Linked DNA regions of Zea mays: regions 1 and 2 are each linked to region 3. Evidence: chromatin contacts called from public Hi-C data. All regions are on one chromosome and are shown on one strand. The core of a region is the stretch at or near the end of the contact, and the rest is flanking DNA. Distances in the headings are between cores, read along the strand shown.

Region 1 (2,997 bases), core at 36-2,535, 860 kb before region 3:
TTGTTACTGGTCTGGTCCGATAAGAAGAAACCGTTTTTTTATCCCTGTCGTGCAGGTCCCAAGCCCTCGCGCGCAGGGGAGAATCCACAAAACAACACTGGTTTGAGAAGACGTTTAGAAAATAGTATCCATTTTCAAGCATTTCATAGAATAGCACCGGTTTCACCAAATTATTTCAGAAAATAACACCCTATCTATATTTTGCATTTTTTATTGCTTACACCACATATAGATAGACCAAATTATCCCTATTCATTTCACATCCTATTTTTATCTCTTATGTCCATAAAAACATAAACTGATAAAACATATAAGCTCTATTTTTATGGACTAATTCCATGTATGCCATCAAAATGTATTTTCATCCCTTGTGTGCCATGGGTGGCATATAAGATTTTTTTGTGTGTGTGACATGTGGGACCAGTGACACATAAGAGATGAAAATAATTCCCGATGGCATACATGGAATTACCCTTATTTTTATAGTGTTAAACATACAAATAGGCACATATTTTTTTATGAAGGAAAAAGTTTAGATTTAACCGTTGAATTTCAAACCTAAATATTTTCAACATCAAGCTACTAAAATTTAGACATACTTGGTTCATCGAATGGTCTTCAAATGTACTTTCTCTGTTCCTTTTTATTTGACGTGGTTGTTTTTTTCAAAAACTTCAATCATTTGTCTTATTAAAAAAATATGTTGTATAAAAACTACTCCCTCCATCCCAGAATATAGTTTTGAAGTTTAATTGTTAAATCTAAACTTTATCCTTACAAAATATTTGTGTTTATTTGTATGTTTAATATTATTCTTAATAATATAAAATAGTGTTCATATATTTGTACGCATTTATGTTGTTCTTATGGACTGAATAGATAAAAAATAAGGCTGGGAAATGATAGGGGCAATTTGGTCCAGTTTTTGTGAGCTGAGAAATAAAAGAATGAAAAAATATAGATGAAATGCTGTTTCTAAATTTATTTGATGAAACTGATGCTGTTTTTAAAATTGCTTGAAAACGAGTGATATTTTATTTAGTACTAGTTTGGAACCATATTTTTCCAAGTGATTTCTATTTTTTTATAGAAAATTAATTTATTTTTTCTTGGGAAAATGAAAATTCTTAGAAAAAAATGTGGTTAGCCTAGCCTTAGATTGTTTCAAAGTAGCGATGTTTTGTGGATTCCCAGCACATGGGCGGTTGACACGGACACCGTGGAGTGGACACGGTCCCGCCGCTCCCCGCCTTCAACCCCGCGCCCCCACCAGGTGGATGGATCGAGTTCCGCAGCGATCCGCGCCTTTTTATTGGCGAGCCTGCACGCGGCCTTGCCCTCCCAGGAAGGGAGGCCGAACTGAGCAGTTCGACCAGGCAGCCATCCACCTCCAACCCCCCTTCGCCTGCGCAAATCGTTACCATCCCAGCGAGAAAGATGGCGCGCGTCTCCAATGCCAAGAAGCGGCAGGGCGCCAAGCCCGCCTCCGCGCTCAGCAGCACCGACACCAGCACCGCCGCAAAGAGGAAGGCCGAGGACGACCGCCCCGTGCGCGTCTACGCCGACGGCATCTTCGATCTCTTCCACTTCGGCCACGCCCGCGCCCTCGAGCAGGCCAAGATGCTGTACGGTCCCTTCTCTTCTACCCCTCCCCCTCACTTTCTTCATGTCAGATCGGCCCCAATGACACATCGATTTGATATCCATCCATCGATATCGATGCCTCGGACTCAAGAGTCTCAGATTAGATCAGATCTGCACGACGCCGGCCGCGGCGCGCTTGCCGCTCCCTCAGGCTCGTCTTGCGCGTGCCCGCCAAACCCACGCCGCCCCGCCGGAGTTGACATCTCAACAACCTCCATCACCTTGATCTGGATGCGCTTGATTCCATGCGTGCCAGTGCCATCCGTTTCGTTTTGATTCTGACGTGTCGTTTTGCGACACCTCGCAGGTTCCCCAACACCTATCTTCTCGTCGGATGCTGCAACGACGAGCTAACCTACCGCTACAAGGGCAAGACCGTCATGACCCAGGAAGAGCGATACGAATCCCTGCGGCACTGCAAGTTAGTAAATATATATATACACTCTTTTGTTTGTTACTAGTGCTAGCTACTAATTCAGATTCAGAAAAGCAAAGCATCTCTCATTTTCCCCTTATTATTCATCGTTACAGTATGATGCACAGTCTAGTATTAACATGTTCGGTCATTTCTAACTAGCATGCCCAATTTGTCAGTAGGGACCTCCTTCTGTTGTGTCCTCTGTTCTTAAGGCGTCGCCTAGGCGTCAGGGCGGTGGTCTAACGTCTAGGCGCCTTGCCCGCCTACCTCGCCTAGGCGTCCAGGCGGTGCTCCAACGCCTTGGACCGCCTTACCGCTTTAAAAACCATTGTTGTGTCTGTGTGATATGTGCGTGCGCGCTTGAATTTGCGAGCATTCTGTATTCATAAAATTGTGCCTGCTTTGCTGCCAAAATTGTACAAAGATGCATCATATTATACTATCTGTATAACAAGATCCAACAGCACAACAAGTCTAGTTGTATTTTCCCTTTTCGTGTGTGAGGCGTTTTGCTTCATGACTCAGAGCAGACCTCTCCTGCAGCTTAGGTTTCTCATTCTTTTCATATCCTCTAAATTGAGGATACTGTATAATTACATGCTGCGAATGGAGGTCGAGCAAATTATGCTCTCAGCTGGAGCAGCTACTCGATTCTCTTTCATGCTAACATATACCTTCACTATTTAGTTATTTAAGCCTCCATTCAGCAGACTGGACTGCCAGAGTACCTGCATATGCTAGTTCTGCTCTTGCTTTTTTGCATTGTTTAGAGTTCGCTTAGTCTTCTTAATGACTTATATGTTACCATGAAAAAAAACATTAGGCCTTCAAAGGGAGATGGTTTGTATTGGCTATAACAAAAATGGAAAACCCCACTTTATGTTACCATAAAAAAACATTTGACCCTAACAAAGAGGGGATTGTATTGGCCATAA
Region 2 (3,051 bases), core at 402-2,901, 650 kb before region 3:
TCAGGTTACCATCTGGTGTCAAGAAAGTGTTACATCCAATCATCACCTGCGCACTTTCTGCAGATTTGGCGGCAGTAGCGTATGGGTACCTCTCCGGGTCTGGACTTGACGCTGTGCTAGGTTCATAAGCTATAAACCCTAATATATAGTCCTATCACAATTTTTTTTTAGTTTCAGAAGAGTTGCCTTCAAAGCATTAGCGCTGGATTGACATAAGAACATACCCATGATATTACTGTGCTCTCAGAAAAAGTGGTTGTCCAGGTGATTACCTCACAAAGGCGCCCTCTAATCCTGGAGCTGGTGACGTACTAATGGGTTTCCTTGGGTCTGTGATCATATCATTTGCATTCTCAATGTTCAAACAGAGAAAGGTACTACTGCACATGGTTATCTTGTGACATCATTTCGGTTAAGCTCTGCTCCGCTGCAAGTGCCTTTTATGTGATCTGTCAACTTGTCCATGCTCTTGAACCCCTGATTTCAGCTTGTAAAGAGGCACGCAGCAGAGATTTTCACATCAATTGCCATTGCGTCGACATTCTCTCTGTACTCAACCGCTGTCATAGGGCGCCTGATTGGGCTGGAGCCATCGTTAACCATATCCATATTGCCAAGGTGTATAACTGTGGCGCTGGCTTTGAGCATAGTATCTTTCTTTGAAGGTAAATCTTGGCAGTCCATCCTCCTGTGAATTTGATTGTGTTCATGATATCCATAGCTTGTATTCACGGGCAAGTTAACCATAGGTCAATTACCTGACTTAAAACATGTAGTGATTATCCCAATTCCAATCCTTAGCAGTTAATTCTTTCTGCTATGTGTCTCTGCAGTAATTGGCTGAGGAGCACTGATGGCTCATGGTTTCTTGTGGTTCAGGTGTAAACTCTTCCCTAACCGCTGCCGTGGTTGTCGTTACCGGGCTCATTGGCGCGAATTTCGTGCAAGTAGCTATGGATAAACTTGGTCTCAACGACCCCATCGCCAGAGGAATAGGGACAGCTTCCAGGTAATTTTCTGGATACAATGCCGTTCTGCATCGTTTGGTAATCCTTCGTTTGTGAGCATGTGTCTGAATGTAATCTTGCTTGGCTGATGATGGTGTAGTGCTCATGGACTGGGGACAGCAGCACTGTCAGCCAAGGAACCTGAAGCGCTTCCTTTCTGCGCCATCGCTTATGGTCTCACGGGAATTTTTGGCTCCTTGGTTTGCTCGGTTCCAGTAGTGAGGCAAAGCTTGGTATTCATAGCTGGTTAGGAGCAGCTCGTGATGATCTGAATTTGAGGATCTGATTCTTTAGATAAAGGAAATCGTTTCATGTGTAAAAGAAGTCGTGCTCAGAAGACGAGGAAGCAAAACGCCCCCACGTTTTGGGTCAGGATGAAGAAAGGTGAATAATTCCGTAATCAGGATGTAACTAAAACACTAGAGCAAGGCGGATCCATTGTTTGTTTGATACTTTGTGATATCACCTTTCTCCCTTCACTGACACGAGAGATATAAAGTACTTGTAGGTTTCATAAATTCGACAATTTGTTTAGACAAATTACGGTTTGTAGTTGGAGAAGAAAAAATCATTCCAGATCTAGTTGCGGAGCAAAAGCATTTGCTAGTGGACGGATTGCCTGCTGGAGATGGAATGATGAGGTTGACACTTCGCCACACGGGCCACCGCTGATGTCGTGTAGTTAAGGCTGGTTCTAGCTGATGTCGTTTAGTTAAGAGCCTCTTTGGGTACAATGTTCTCAAAACCTTGGTTCTACAATGCTATATTTTGTCAGCTCCAAAAATACCATGATTTTGAGAAACATTTTTAAATGCAACATTTTAAATCGTAATATTAGGCAAAAGCTAACCATACCATGAAAACTTTGAGGTTAAAGTGGAGTTTTTAATACTCCAAAAATATCATGATATCTAGAATAACACGGTATTAAAAACATAGTTTTCAAGAATACAATTAAACACCTTATGACATATTCACTGCGTCTCAGTATACAAGAATATGCTATATCATCTAAGAGACAATGGTATTATACAATGTTTGTCTATTTGTATTGTCTGCAAACTAATTAATTCACATCTCTTATTGAATCCACAACATTGTCGACTCCGTCCTACAGCATTGAATCCACAGCATTGATAGCTGGTTAGGAGCAGCTCGTGATGATCTGAATTTGAGGATTTGATTCTTTAGAGAAAAGAAGCCGTTTCCTGTGCAAAAGGAGTCATGCTCAGAAGACTAAGAAGCAAAATGGCCAACGTTTTGGGTCAGGATCTATTATGTATAAAAGCTTGAAAAACGCTGAATAATCCCTTAATCAGGATGTAATGTAACTAAAATACTTTTTTTTGTCAAAATATATACTAATACTAGAGTAAAGTGGATCCATTGTTTGTTTGATAGTTTGTGATATCATAATATAATTCGTTTTAGATTAAATATACATTCATTAATCAACCTATAAATATAGGTTTTATGTATATATTTATTATCATTTATTCGAATGTAGATAGAAAATAAGATATAAAAATAACTATATTTTAGAATCGAGAGAGTAGTATGTTTAATAAATTTGACAATTGTTTAGACAAACTACGGTAAGCAGTTTGGAGAAAAAAATTAATCCAAATCTGGTTGCGGAGCAAGCGCACTTGTTAGTGGACGGATCGCTTGCTGGAAATGGAATGATGAGGTTGACACTTCAGCCACACGGGCCACCGCCCACCGGTGATGTCGTGTAGTGAACAAATGCGACAGATAGGGTAGTTAAATCTCGATCAAAATACTTTTTTCATAAAATGTTAGAGGTTTAAATATTTTTTAGTTAAAAAATAATAGAAATATAGTCCAATTCTAATTTGATCTGATCCTTAAATCTTATTGCGAATATAAAGTTGACTTTTCCTTTATGATTCGGGTTGATTATAAGTGCTTGTCAACGGGTAGCATCTCAAGTCGAATCATGGATCGACTGAGATATGAGATTATGTATGTGCAATCATATCGGTCGGTTTGTGGTGTGTAGGTGTGGAGCACAGGGACTGTG
Region 3 (2,895 bases), core at 216-2,715:
GATGGGAGAGCTAAGTCCCACGCACCACGTCCCACATCCGTTGCCAACCCAAACCAACTTCGTCCCATGTGGAAGTCGACGAGTCCTTAGGAGCACATCGTGCCCTATGTATGCACAAGATTCGGTCCACGCGCCTTGACGCCCATGTAACCACGGTTCCGCCTATGTCTGGTCGTATCCGACTTATAACTTGTGATGCCTAGCCACCCGACCCAACAAGGTCTCTCGAGCGACCCACGGATCATAGTCGAGTTATGGCCACCCAAGGATATCCACCCCCCATAATATAGATTTCTAAAAATAACACATCAGTAAAACCACTTTCAAAACCGTCTCAAGGGATTATTTAGCATTTTCAATAGTTTGAGGGTAGAATACACAGTTTTATGGGACAATTGCATGGTTGACCTTGCTCACGATTTTAAATCCATTTTATCCATATTTTTCGAACTTTGCACCATTGCCCCCTTTTGAAACAAAAACCTTTGTTTGCCCCTATTTCGTTGTAAGCATTATCTAAAAAAATACGTTCGTACCATTGCACCATTGCCCCTTTTATTATCAATTGTTTGTAAATTTGCCCACACTTTGATATAAAAGTTTAGAGTATAAGTATGACATAATTTTGACCTTAAATTTAATTTTTTATTTCAATACTTCGAATTTAATGAAAACACTTATCATCAACTGATTGCTAATTTGCACCCCACGTTGATATAAAAGTTTAGAGTATAAGTATGACATAAGTCCGACCATAAATTTGAACACCAATTATTTCAAGTTCAAAATTTCAATTACTTCGAATTTAATGAAAAAAAATTAAATTTAACATTACATTTAATTTTGTTAAATTATAATGTTAAATTTAATTTTTTATTAAATTCGAAGTATTTGAAATTTTGAATTTGAAGTAATTGATTTTCAAATTTATGATCGATTTAGTCATACTTACTTATACTCTAAACTTCTATTGTAATTAAAATATTAATAAAAAATCGTTAAAATGTAATGTTAAATTTAATTTGTTTTCAATAAATTTGATGTTTTTAAAACTTTGAATTTGGAAAAAAAATGGATTTTCAAATTTATAGTCGGATTTATGTCTTACTTATACTAACTTTTATATCAAAGCGAGAGCAAATTTGCAAAAAAGTTGATAATAAAAGGGGCAAATGGCAACATCGTTATGTGTTTATAACAGAATCAGGTGTTTCGTTTAAAAAAAGAAGCACAATGGTGCAAAATTCGAAAATTAGGGATAAAAATATAGTTAGAATCGTGAGAAGAGACGATCATGCAATTGTCTTTAGTTTTATAGTGAGTGACTGAAGTAGACCATGAGTCCACCACCAATAAGTTGATGGTGCTAATATAATTTTCTTTTCCATTTGTATAGGACGTGGAAGTGGGCTCAGGCTGGGCCCGTGGGCCGCACGTTCATGGGCTACCTGCAGGCTGCAGCTGAAGCAGCGTGCCCACACGCCGCCGCCGTGCGGCAGCCAACCGGCGGCGATTGAGCGCCGCACCGTTGCTTGTGTTCCCTACTTCCCTCCCGCGCGTCGTCTGGGCTTGCAATGCTTGCGACGACGCCTCGGTACCCGCTCACTTGCTTCCATGCTCCACGGCACGCGCAGGAGGACGGCGCCGCTCGCAGCCGCTTTCTTCGCTTCCAAGCCCCAGCCTCAGCCTCCGCCGCAGCTGCCAACGCCGCAGATAGTCGAAGCCGCCGTCGCTCGCTGCCCCTCAGACGGCATCGCGCTCTCCTTCTTCCTGTGGTGTGCCCGCCGCCCCGGCTATTTCCACCCGCCTTCCTCCTTCGACCGCCTCCTCCCCGCCGCCTCCCGCCTCGCCTCTCGCCTCGGCACTGCCAACAAGCTTATCCGCGAGCTCCAGGCCCTCGGCGTCCACGTCAAGCCCCAGACTTTCCTGCTCCTGCTCAGGCTCTACTGGCGCGGGGGGCTCTACCCTATCGTACTCGATCTGTTCTATCAAATGCGCCTTTGGGGATTCCAACCCAATGCCTTCGCCTGCAATGTCGTCCTCGACGTCCAGCTCAGGACAGGCCATCTCGACGCAGCGCGACACACGTTGCAGTACTACCCGGCACCCAATTACCTCACCTACGCCATTGTGCTCACCCATCTCTGCAGGGCTGGGGGCTGGTCAGGAGCCCGGAGTTGTTTTATTGAAATGCTACAGCTGGGGTTTGTCCCAAGTGCAGCTTCTCTCACTGCGGTTTTTGCCTGCTGCAGTAAGGCTGGAACTATGTCTGAGCTTCTGCAGCTGTTTTCTTTCGCGCTTGTTTCGGGTTGCAATCTCACCTCAGCCATGTGGACATGTTTGATCGCTCGTCTGTGCCGTGAGGGGCGACTAGAGGAGGCTTGTAATATGCTTGCAAAGATGGCGGATTCTGGTTCTTCTCCTTCAGTGGTCACCTACACTCCACTTGTCAGGGGATTGTTGCGAGCTGGTAGGCATGAAAAGGCCAGCGAGCTTTTGGGGTCAATGATGTCCGCTAGTTGCAGACCAGACATTGTTTTGTATAATGTTCTGATGGACAGCATGCTAAAGGAGAGAAGATACAATGAGGCACTAAATATTTACATGCATATTCTTGGCAGTCAGATAAAGCCAGATGCATACACTTTATCTACTTTAGCTCAGGTATTGCAGTTTTCACAGAATATGGGCCTTCTTCACAGCTTGATTTTAAGCTCCGATATCTCTCTTGATCTTGTGGCCTGCAATTCTGTGTTGAGTAGTCTGTGCAAATCAGGTTTTCCATCTGAAGCCATCCAATTCTACATTGATAGAATTGACACGTGCACCAGCCCAGACAGCTACACTCATGCTGGGTTACTGGATAGTTTGTGCCAGTTAGGAAGGGTAAACCAT

Evidence for each region. A called contact is a pair of places that touch in the nucleus more often than the background predicts.
Region 1: a Hi-C map of tassel shows a contact between it and region 3, with 2.7 times the contacts expected there. The contact joins the promoter of LOC100283945 here to the enhancer-like site in region 3. A contact is called at or near these places in 3 of 25 Hi-C or Micro-C datasets (ear, leaf and tassel).
Region 2: a contact with region 3 is called in a Hi-C map of leaf, with 7 times the contacts expected there. The contact joins two enhancer-like sites. A contact is called at or near these places in 2 of 25 Hi-C or Micro-C datasets (ear and leaf).

Annotation. Positions count from the first base shown.
Region 1 is chr1:107,276,904-107,279,900 of Zm-B73-REFERENCE-NAM-5.0, reverse strand. It overlaps LOC100283945 (choline-phosphate cytidylyltransferase B), which reads left to right and starts at 1,285. Exons shown (of 8, transcript NM_001156843.2): 1 at 1,285-1,625; 2 at 1,952-2,065. The coding sequence starts at 1,438.
Region 2 is chr1:107,073,146-107,076,196 of Zm-B73-REFERENCE-NAM-5.0, reverse strand. It overlaps LOC100285209 (lrgB-like family protein), which reads left to right. Exons shown (of 8, transcript NM_001158103.2): 4 at 5-120; 5 at 265-374; 6 at 488-665; 7 at 880-1,009; 8 at 1,108-1,598. The coding sequence ends at 1,258. Among protein-coding and RNA genes, the nearest start is that of LOC100285209, 11 kb to the left of the region's middle. Within about 2 kb of position 1,651, at least 6 of the 20 cell types and tissues checked have an H3K27ac peak or open chromatin away from gene starts, as enhancers often do. A contact at or near this core is called in leaf, where this site is marked.
Region 3 is chr1:106,418,356-106,421,250 of Zm-B73-REFERENCE-NAM-5.0, reverse strand. LOC103644840 (putative pentatricopeptide repeat-containing protein) reads left to right here. Exons shown (of 4, transcript XM_020542082.1): 2 at 1,397-2,895. Among protein-coding and RNA genes, the nearest start is that of LOC103644840, 7.7 kb to the left of the region's middle. Within about 2 kb of position 1,465, at least 17 of the 20 cell types and tissues checked have an H3K27ac peak or open chromatin away from gene starts, as enhancers often do. A contact at or near this core is called in ear, leaf and tassel, where this site is marked.